Regions from separate parts of the Mus musculus genome. Here region 2 is linked to region 1. A link is a contact called in public Hi-C data. All regions are on one chromosome and are shown on one strand. Each heading gives the region's core, a stretch centred on a gene start, on an enhancer-like site or on the middle of the called end of the contact. The rest is flanking DNA. Distances are from core to core; before and after follow the strand shown.

Region 1 (5,842 bases), core at 15-2,514:
CATTTGAGCACAATGCAAGCGGAGGAGCTCATTACACAGCTGCGTGCTGGGGGCAACTGGTACAAAAGCCCTGAGGCAGGGTACTCTTGATGTGGTAAAGCCAGAGCAGAGAGAGGGTTAGGTCAGGAGGATGCTGTTGAATTTAGAATGAATTTGCTTTCACACTACATTGGGAATCCCTGGGAATATCTGAAGTAGAAGAATCACATGGTCTGACTTTTGATGATGGCATTGGTGGCTCCCTTAGTGCAAATGATCTCTAGTGGTCAAGAATGGAGGCTGTGGCAAGAGCCACAGAGATGCCACAGTGATTTGGACCAGTGTTAACAATGGAAGCCAAGAGAGCTGCTGCATTTGTGCACGTGATCTGAGAGGAGAACCCACTGGAAAATGTACTGAAGCAACGCAAGCACCTCGTAAAACAAGACACCACCAATGTGGAAGCCTATCCAGGGAACTGACGTCCCTAGACCTTTGCACCATTCTTAGGTAACTGCTACTCATGGTTATCATCTGTCTTTCTGTGCATGCAACTGTGGTGTGTGTGTGTGTGTGTGTGTGTGTGTGTGTGTGTGTGTGTGTGTGTGTGGTGTGGTGACAGGCATTTGTTTACTTCCAAGAAATAGAATCTAATGAGCCATATTTTATAATGATGGGTACTTCCTGTCTCTTTATCCTCACTTAATATCAGCCCATATTAATCTTCCTGATTATTCAACTTCTATTTTGTCCAACTCTTTTTCTAGCACCTGGCTTGGAGTCTGGTACGTGGAAACTGTGGGATAACTATTAGTTGATTCTATGAGCTGTCCCTTCACTGTGAGCCCATTTCCTGTTGTTAGATATGTAGGTGGCTCCTCTTCGTTTTCCTGTTTTCAACACAGCTGTTAGTCACTCTTACATCCGTAGCATAAGTGACCAGATTTCACCAGCCCAAAGGGCACGTGTTTTAAATGATGCTAAAGGGAACTGACTTGTCCTGCGTGAGGCTCCTTCAGACCTGTGAGCGTTTAAGTGATTTCCTGTTTTTCATTTCAAAAGCATGGGAGCAATTGTTAATATGTGCCATTCTTGACAGATGCTGGGGTAAGGGATTGAAGCATTTGCTGAAAAGGGTATTTGCTGGTTCCTTGCTTCCTTTCCAGGATTTCAAGTCTCACTTAGATTCTCTGCCCCCTTGAAACAGAGAAAGCAAGTAATTGTCCTAACACTGCTCGAGCACCCAGCTATGTGCAGGCCACTATGGTAAGTTCCCCACAGGAGTAAACTTACTCAATCTCTATGCTAAAAAGGTTTCAGAAACCCCTGTGAGATTGTGTGGCTGTCATCAAGCTTGTAAAGAAAAAGAAGGAAACTGGGGAGAGACAGTTAAGTCACCCAAGGTCATATTGCCAGCAAGTGTTGGATCTTAGCAGAGCTCAGCCATCATGGCACAGTGGGTGGATTTAGTAATAGCTGTGACTGCCTTTGAGGCTCAACCACTCTGTGATATTTTAAAAGCAAAAAAAATCAATGCATTCTTTGGGGAGTCAATGGTCTTGGCCCAGGCTCAGGGTTATGCCTGGGCTCGTGGCCCAACCTGTGGTATGGCAGCTGGACACAGAGCTCTGTGCTAGACCTCTGGAAGATAACCAAGCCACAAGCATGTGAAAAGACATGCCCAAGGCCACATAAGAAAATAATACCACCTATTTACACGCTGGGTTATGTTTCCCTTTGACCAAGTACACAAATGAACTGCCCAGCTGAGCTAAAGATTTGACTCTGGCAGTGGTAATAGTTCGAACTGCGGGTTGGCTGAGACAAGGTATATATGGATGGATGGATGGATGGATGGATGGATGGATGGATGGAGAGCAGAGAGAATGAGAGTAATGGATGGGCAGATACATAGTGAATAGATGAATAGAAGGTGTTATGGATGATAAATGGTGGTAGCTAAATGATGGAGGAATGGATGGATGGATGGATGGATGAATGGATGGATGCTTGGGTGGTGAATGGATGGATGTTATTGTAAAAAATGGAGGAATAGAGAACTGCATAGAAGGAAGGATCCAGAGTGATACATATATGCAGAGATTGAGTGATGGATTGTTAGATGCCATTCAGATGATGGTGATAGATGATAGACAGACAGACAGGCAGACAGATATGTGATTGATATATAGGTGATTGATAGATATATGTTAGATGATTGATAGATATGTTAGATGATAGATAGATAGATAGATAGATAGATAGATAGATAGATAGATAGATAGATGATATACAGATAAATGGCAGGCCGATGATGAATATGTAGGTATGTAGATCTCTCTCTCTCTCTCTCTCTCTCTCTCTCTCTCTCTCTCTCCCTCCCTCATTCCCTCTCTCTCATATACATATACAGGCAGCCAAACTACCTCAGTTCATTTGTTGGAAATCCTTAGCATGCACCAACTAGTGCTTTGAGTACCAGGGGTAGGATATGCAGGAGCCAGTACTTTGACTCCTGTGAGCCCACAGTTTAGAGCAGGTCATTGTCACCATTGTTCTATCCCTTTGGCATCTGGAAGAAACTCTGCCATTCAGTCTCTGAATAATATTCCAAAAGAAAAGTAGATGCATTGTAAGGCAAAGGTAAACATCTGTCTCAAATGCTGCTACAGAATATACATAAAGCCAGAAGTCTGCAGGAGACCCTGTGCTTGTCTGCATTTTAGCATGCTTGCTAACTAGACTTGGCAGCAAACTTATTAACTACTGTCATCTAGAAGAGAGAGAGGTAAATAGTAACCTGAGGTGTCTGCTGCCAGGTAGTGTGACATGAACATGTCTGCAGCTTGTATCAGTGTCGAGGTCTCGGGTACTGGCAACACCATTGCAGCTATATTCATAAATGAAGGAACCAGAATTAGCAAAAATAATGCCTGTGTAAATACAAGTTCAAAGACCCCAGCACACTCTCTCCATAGACTCCTAAGTCCATAGCTTCCTAGACAGGTCCTGGGAGGTTATTGAGACATGTTAGTGTAGATGTGTCGCTAAGTTCCCACAGAGTGATCATGTGCAAGACTACTACTACTACTACTAGTAGTAGTAGTAGTAGTAGTAGTAGTATTTACCTGGGCACATGTGTGGAGGTCAGAGGACAACCTAATAAGATTAGTTCTTTTCTTCCATCTTTATGTGAATTCCAAGGATCAAACTCACGTTGGCAGGCTTGTATCATTGTGCAGCAAGCCCCTTTACCAACTGAGCTAGCTCACTATCTTCTGGCTTTCTTCTCTGTTTATAGCTGGATCTTTGTATGTCAATTTATGTCCATGTGGGGAATGGCACCTGGCACCTTTGAGCAAGCTAGGAAAGTACTCAGTCACTGAGCTACATAGAGTCCAACCTATGGGAAGGGCCTATTGATGTTCCTATCTGTGAGCTCTTGTCCATTTAGTGATAATGTTTGGCACTCCCAACAGAACCCCAGGGACTGGCTCCCTAGCGAAGCAGCTGTTTACAACATGTTCCAAAGGGTGAGTGAGAATTAAGTCAGGATCAGAACATATCCTTCCATACAGATAAAGCTGTTCCTGAAAACAGAGGTGGAGCGTGAGCACCAACAGGAAAAATTATAGGAAATTATAGGAGCTGATGGCGGCAAGGAAGCCGGGGGCAAGGGTCAGGGATTAGCATGTGAGGTGGCTGATGCAGAAGGAAAAGGCTTAAGTACCAAAGACCACATCAAGAGGCCCTAAATCCTCCTGTAGGTGATAGAGACCCACCAAAGGTGTCTGAACAGGAGAACCACTCACTAGGAGATCAATCTGAGATCCTTCTGCTGCTGTGTGGGAATGGGTTGTAGAGGTGAGTTTGGAGACAGAGGGGACCAAATGAGGACATTGGAAGAGCTTTCATGGTGGGTGAATGGGATGTTGACAAAAGGAGAAGAAAGAACATAGTTAAGGAGCATTAAAACAAAAATGTAGGTAAAGTGCTTGCTAACTATTCATGAAGCCCTAAGTTTGACAGCTGACACTGCACAAAACCAGGTGTGGCGCTACATGGCTGAAATCCAAGCGGTTGGAGCAAGGGGACAAGAGGATTAGAAGTTCAAAGCTGCCCTTGTCTACAGAGTGAGTTTGAAGTCATCCTGGGCTGTATATGACTCTTAACCTCAGAGAGAGGTGCAGTGTAGATAGGCAAGAATCTTACATGTGCAGGATGAGTTCAGGGGAATTGAGTTAGGAAATGGGTCATTGGGTCAATGGGTCAATAGTGGGCAGGTCTGCAGTGAGGAAGGAATTGTCCTCGGAGACAGCGGTCAAGAGCATGAGGGTCTGAGAGTCAGACCCAGGCTTATCTCACCCCTTGCTGTCTTTTGTGTGGTAGGGTTTGACTTTGACCCCAGGATCTCATATGTACTAAGAAATGTCCTGTGGAGGTTCTTTTATCTGTCTCCCTAGGAGACAACGTCTGCAGAAGGCTGGGGAGGGCACATCTCTGGGCTTGTCAACACAGACTTTGGCACCTAAGAACTCCAGGAAAATTGTTCCTTGTTCAGTCCATGGAAGATCCTCATAGGTCACTTTCTTCTCTTGACTGTGAATACGAACGAGTTAGACTTACCTGCTTCTTCAAAGGAAAACTTGTTTTGTTGGTGTTGGGGTTTTGTTTGGGTTTTGGGTGTTTGTTTGTTTGTTTGTTTGGAGGTTTTGGTTTGTTTTTGGTTTGTTTTGTTTTGAGGGGAGGCATTTGTGGGCCCTTATGGGCTGAATATTAATTTTTTATCCCAGCTGCCGTGTATTATGTAAGATCTTATAATATTTCATTATGGCTTTTTTCCTAGATATCACAGATGCAGAATATTTTATTCTGGAAGTGACTGTTAACAAATTTGTCACTCACTTCTCCTGTTGGGAAAGCTACAAGGCCTGTCATCTGCAGGGGTGTGTGAGCTTCCTCAGCTGGCACTGACAAGGTCTCAGGACTAGGGAAGGCTGACTGTGATGCAGAGATCTAAAAGAAGCCCACACCGTGGGGGTGGACACCAGCCAGGATAACCAAACTCAGCCAACCAGAACCATGCACAAAGGAAACCCTTTCTGTTTCCTCTCAGAAGGCTAAAAGACAAAGAGTGGAGAAAAATTGCACTTTATAAAGGAAGAAAAAGAAAAGTTGTCCTGGCCGTCTCTCAGTTCAAGTTCAGATTGCTGCCCCTCCACCCTCGGCACCCCAATAGCTACATGTGGGACCTCCAGTGTCCTTTCGGTCACGTCATAAAGCAGAAGTTGAACTCGATGGGGGAGGGGCTGCTGACTTTAGCTGGGTGAGGATTCCCTATGGAATTTACATGGGCTAGAGCTGTCTTCATCCTTTACAAAGTCTGTGTATCTCTCTTAGTCTTCGATATCCCAGAGAAACACATGCGTGTGTGTGCTCATGCACATGTACACACACACTCACACACACACACACACACACACACACTTCCCATGCCAGCAAGCCATAGGGATATATGATCAGTGTCCCTTGATTGCCATTGGCCACTGATCTCTTTTTCTTCCCTTTCTGTTAATCTCTCTTAGACACTAGACATTCGCTCATAATGTAGCATTATCTAGGAAATTAGATTGTTTTACTTCTCCTGCTGGAAAAGCAGTCTTAGCACAGTGCTGGACACTCTGGGAGGTGTTGTTAGTGCCTGGCCACCTGGCTTTCTGGAGGTGACTCAAACACTACCATTTCTGTCCTTGCTTTGAAAAGAATCATAACTCCACAGCCCAGCAAGTTAGGTCTCAGCACAAAACTTGAGTTGCAGCGGTATCCACCATTGGCTCACCTCCACCTTTTCCCGTAGACCAGG
Region 2 (5,622 bases), core at 1,063-3,562, 90 kb after region 1:
GACTCAATCTCTCAAACATGTGTAGAAATGATAACTACCTTTTATCCTGCCAGTTGACTGGATCTGTGTTCATCAAAGTCATCTGATGTCCTCTGTCACCTCTGTCACCATCAGAGAGACCCAAGAGCATAAGATGGAATAGCCATAGAAGCAACCTGGATATAGTGATGGCACCTGTGTCTTGTGTTTGAATTGGGACTAAATAAAGGAGAATGCAGCTAACCAGCTAACCAAAACCACAGTTGACAACTCGTATGACCATAACACACATGTAACAACAGGTTATCAAAAATGTCCAGGAGTGTGGGGAGATGGCTTAGCTCTTGCCACTCAAGTATGAGAACCTGAGTTTGGCTCCTCAGCATCCAAACAAAAAGCCTGACATAGTAGCACACACTGCAACACTAGGAAGGAGGACAGAAGAGGATTCCTGAAGCTCATTGGCCAGCCTTGCTGAATGAATCTGTGATCTCCATGTTCAGTGAGAGCCCTTGAGTTTAAAAGTAAGGCAGAGAGTGGTCGTGAAAGACACTCAATGTGGGTCCTTGCACATATGTGCACACCCCTACACACACACAAATACCCAAACATATATATACACAATGCACAAATAACAAATACACAGAACACACATACTGACAAAGACAAACAGATACACACGCCACACCTAGGTGGCTGGCCCTGGTGACAGCTTGCCCAATTTTCACTCCTGTTCCTATTTTTTGTAAATGGCAGTTTCAACAAATCCTGCCCACTGATGCATTGTTTAACCAAATGTCATCTCTCTGCCTTCCTCATTTAAGCATCATCTGTTAGGTTTACACATTGATACACCCATGAAATTAGCATTACACTTGTTTCCTCGTGGAGCTGACTAGGTTTAATTTAATTGAAGCTGTTGTCACTGCTGATAGCCTTTGGAAGCTGCAGGGGCGCTGGTTGTCTTAGCTTAACCCCGTCCTGTCTGAAGATCAAGGCTTCCTTCTCTCCGGGTGATCTGTGACCTGTCTCCTCTCTAGCTCCTTAGTAGGTCTTTCCTTCTTTAGAAAAGGGTCCCAAGCCATAGGTGGAAAGTCATTCTTCCCTGTGCTGGGAAGGCTAGTATGATGGGACAGGAACTCTCAAACCAGTGACTGCAAACACCGCAGGCAAGTGCTGGCTGCCAGAAGTGGCTCTGAATGTGCAAAGTGAGGCACAGCTTCACTGAGCCTTTCCTCATTCAGTAAGAGCCTCTCTGGGAGAGGCTGTGCAGAGGCTGGTCCACTGCCTGACTTTCCAGTCTGTTACCTGGTAATGGTTCTTGATAATTGTCCCTTAAATGAATGGCACTGTCCCTCCACCTGACCCTACCACACACCCACATTTGTATTATTGCTTTTCTTGTTGCTGGTACCAAATAATGACAGAAGTAATTTAAGGTAGAAAGGGTTGGCGTTGGTTCACAGTTACAGGATGCCATTCATTATGGTGGCAAGGCACAACATCTAGGGCAGCTCCATACATAGCAATGGGACCTTGAGGTAGTGGTCATACATATCTCTATGGACCAGCAAGCAGAAGCCTTGGGCAGAAAACAGAAGTGGACATAATCTTTAAGCTCTGCCCCTGACCAATGACTCCAGCTGAATAATACAAAGGACCCATCCTTTGTATTATTCTCAAATTGTGTCATCAGCTTAAGAGCAAGTGTTGAAACACGTGAGCCTACGGGGGACCTGCCATAGTCAAACCAGAGCAAGGCCTAGCTAACTTACGGCATATGTGGCTATTTTCCAAACAAATGAATGAATTTCTGCTGCTTTGTTCTTGAAGCTTCCTAAGATGACCTTTGCAGTAACCTTCGCCTGCTTTCACCCCTCGGGATACCCAAGGTGGTGCACTCTAGTCAGTCCCAGGAAGGAGTGTGACCTTCACAGACAGAGGACATAGGATGAGCTGAGGGGACAGATGTGACCTGGACTGGGAGCAAGATGAGCACAGTGTGATTGAATAATCCGGCCCACATCTCTGAGAGGCGTGCGCCCAGCAGAAGCTTGGGTGTGACCTCAGAAGGCAAATGGGGATCTTTCGGCAGGTGAGACCTGCAGATAGATGAATGTGTCTGAGAGCCATAGCTTGCAATTCACACTCTTTCCTAGTACAGCCCAGGCACAGAGGCTCCTGGCTTTGAAGCCAATCAAGGAAGAACCAAGAAGCCATTAACTATATGCTCGGGATGTTTTGATTATTATACTACAAAATTTTCTACAGTATAGGAAATTGCCAAATTACAGGAAATTGCCAAAATCTAAGCAGAAGTATCATGTGTGCATCTAAGCAGAAGTATCGTGTGTGCATGCACACACACACACACACACACACACACACACCATGAACCTCTCCTCTCGCTCACTTTCTTTAAACTAAAACCATCTTCCCTTTCTTCAGTGATGTCTTCATCACTGTTGTGCAATGGCGGCTTCTGTGTGTTTGTGCGTGATCATGAGGGTGTGTGTGCACCTGTATGTACATGTGTATGTGCACATAAACATGCATGTGGAGGTCAGAGGACAGCTTTGGGTGTCGTAGCATTTTTCAGGTACCCTTTATTTGAGATCTTTGACGCTCACTGGCCTAGAATTTTACCAACTAGGCTAGACTAACTGACCCTCTAGCTTCCAGGATTCTACCTTGCCCTGCTTCGCATCACGCAGGTTCATCACCATGATCAACAGGTAACATTTCATCCAACTTCTTCCTTGGGTTCAGGAAATCTGAACCCAGGTCTTCACGCTTGCAAGGCAAGTGCTCCACCCACTGACACATCCCCCTCCCAACCTCACCCTGTGATACCTTCTTTACCTCACTCCCACTTCCTCCTGCCTCAGCTCTTAGCTTCACTCTGGCTTCCTCAGAAAGTTCTGGAAACTTCCCTAGAAGCATTGCCTTCTCCCTATCCTTCTTCTTTGCAGCTGGCACCTGCCCTCCACACTCCAGCCTCACCAGACTCTAGGCTTCCTGGAGACAAAATCAGATCATTCATTTGTGTGTCCTAGCACCTGACAGGGCAGCTGCTCACAGTACCTGCTCTGTGAATATTGAAAAAGTGGGCAAAGAGAGGGGGTTGTATTCATCTATGTGGAAAAGACATAGAGCATATTGCTGCGGGCTGGAGGCATGCTGCAAGTTGAAATGTATACAGATATATTACATATATTCATACATGTATAATCTGTATGTAGAACTGTTTCTAATATGTTCAACAGCTAGATAAACCAGGATATTGATTTCTTTCTCTTTCTTCTTATAATTTTTTTTTCATTTATGTGTACATACATTAGCTAGTGCCATAGTGCATGTGTGCACTTGCATGGTTCATGTGTGCATTTGCATGGTGCATGTGTGCATTTGCATGCTATATGCACCGGCTTGAGTTACTTCTCTCCTTCCTCCTCATTGTAGATTCCAGGAATTAAAATCGGATCGTCAAACTTGACAGCACTTGCTGAGCCATCTCACCAGACCCTCTTTCTTATTTTTTTAATATTGTCTTATGTGCTTGAATTTTCTGCAGTCTATATTTCCATATTCCACAGTCAGTCCCAGGAAGGCGTGCGATCTTCACAGACACAGAAGGAGTGTGACAATATAGACAGAGAAATCAAAGAAACCAGTAAAAGCACTCATAGAAGGAGCTGAAGCTCTCGTGGTTAAATAATAATAATTCCCCCTTGTCTTTAGCCCAGGACCTCAGCTCCCCTCATGCAGTCTTTGGTCTGTGCATTCCAGCCCCACCCAGGATAGCCATGACAGAAGTGGATCCTGGGATGTCCTGCTACCACAAACTTTCTCAAGTGTACACTTCAATATCCATTTCTTTCTGCACCATTAACTCACCCAGTATGTCCTGGGTGTCCCCAACATTATCAATCTGACATCCTGGAAGTCCACTGATGGGAAAAACAAACACAAGGGGGCACATAGCCAGTGTATTGGGTTGGCCTCTGTGGATAATCACTGTTGAAATAAACCTAGCTCATAAGTCAGGTGCCACATGGTGGGGCCCTCGCAGAGGACCCTGATGCTGAGATTCACTTGGCACTCTGGTTTCATGGGGGCCATGGGTAGAGGTAGTTCTAGAACAAGGCTGCCTGGACTGAAGCTCCATACTCACTCCCTGTGTGTCTCAGTTTCCCCCTTTATACAGCAGACATGCTGAGTTCACTTGCAAGTGTTTGCAAGGGTCCAATGAGATGGGAAGAGACTGGCTTAAGGACCAGCCCAAAGTGAACAGAGCTTGAAGACTCCAGTCTGAGTTGGGCACCGTGACAGCTTTAACATGACAAATGGTTGCCAGTGTGGGGAAATGTCCCTTCTTAAAAAGCTAAAAAGCAAGCACCTGCAGCGCATATTCATAGTTTATGATCAGGAGGCAGCGTTAATGGCCCATAATGTGATTACTATAAGGATTTTTATTAGGAAAATTCCAACCAATTTGGCATTAATTAATGTACTGTTAACTTTCGAGTGTTACTCCTTTAGTCCTTGGAGAGTTGGAGAAAATAAACCTGTTGTCAAAACCCTTACCCTGAGAAGTAAATAAGAGTTGTTTGCTCCTCGAGAGGCCCGGAGTAATAAAAACAGATGAGTCACTGCTGAGTTCAGTCGGTATTTATTGAGTCTGTGAGTCCCTTCAAGAGAGGAAAGAGGGGACAGAGATGAAAATGTCAAGCTGCGAACAATTCCAGAAAGAACCTGGAAGCTTCCATCTCTGGGTCAAAAGGCAAGAAGAGCATCTTGGAGCTGTAGCCACATTAGCAAGACCTTGAGCCACAGGATGCAAAAGGCTGCACAGAACCCCTGCCTCGTGCCTGCTCCCCACTTTTTGCTGCAAAGCTGTGCACTGTGTGATGGCAATTGGGAATGGCAAAACGGGTCCTGCCCATATTCCATTTCACCACTGTGGAAAATGAGTCTGTGGAGGAGCTCTCAATGCAGTCCTTAGAATGATTCCCAAGTCCCCAAATAACTTTGCTCCTGTATGGCCATTCTTGTCCAATGCGATGCTTCTACTTGGTCTCTGTGTACCAACCACATGAGCCTTCCTCTCATCTACCATGCTGGTGTGCACTACAGGATGTTTGCCTATGCTGTTCCCTCTGGATGGAGATTCTTTTCCTTCACTCTTGTCCAGTGACCTCATCAATCATTCTGTAGTCGGCAGCCCATAGGCCGTGTCTATACCCGACTGAATAGTAATTAGATTGGTAGGGCTGCCATAACAAGAGAACATGAGATGATGGGCGCCTTCAAGGAGAGAGATGCATTATCCCAATATTTGGAAACTATAGTTCAAGGTCAATGGTGCCAGCATGGTCTGAGTTGTGACAAGAACTCTCTTCTTGAATTGCAGATAGCTGCCTTCCTTGTCTTAGAGATAGTAAGCGTCTGGTATGCCCTCTTAATAAGGGCACCAATCCCATCAACCCAGGACTCCACCCTTTTGACTTCCTTTAACCCATTTGTCCCCCTTAACTGAGTGTACATCTCCAGCACCATGACATGGTAGGCTTTATGACATGGGTTTCAGCATCAGAAACGCCCCAATAATTCCTGTTGATGGTGTCTTTGATAACGATCCTA

What was found. A called contact is a pair of places that touch in the nucleus more often than the background predicts.
Region 2: a Hi-C map of neutrophils shows a contact between it and region 1, with 2.2 times the contacts expected there. The contact joins two enhancer-like sites. A contact is called at or near these places in 1 of 15 datasets of contacts at CTCF or cohesin (large pre-B cells), 3 of 484 Hi-C or Micro-C datasets (bone marrow-derived dendritic cells, granulocytes and neutrophils), 3 of 115 datasets of contacts at active chromatin or transcription factors (bone marrow-derived dendritic cells, bone marrow-derived macrophages and double positive thymocytes) and 3 of 9 other capture datasets (adipose tissue, liver and pancreatic islet).

Annotation. Positions count from the first base shown.
Region 1 is chr7:117,485,732-117,491,573 of GRCm38.p6, forward strand. All of the region lies in intron 2 of Xylt1 (xylosyltransferase 1), which reads left to right. Among named protein-coding and RNA genes, the nearest start is that of Xylt1, 110 kb to the left of the region's middle. Within about 2 kb of position 1,265, at least 117 of the 459 cell types and tissues checked have an H3K27ac peak or open chromatin away from gene starts, as enhancers often do. A contact at or near this core is called in neutrophils, where this site is marked.
Region 2 is chr7:117,574,844-117,580,465 of GRCm38.p6, forward strand. All of the region lies in intron 3 of Xylt1 (xylosyltransferase 1), which reads left to right. Among named protein-coding and RNA genes, the nearest start is that of Gm34762, 180 kb to the right of the region's middle. Within about 2 kb of position 2,313, at least 13 of the 459 cell types and tissues checked have an H3K27ac peak or open chromatin away from gene starts, as enhancers often do. A contact at or near this core is called in neutrophils, where this site is marked.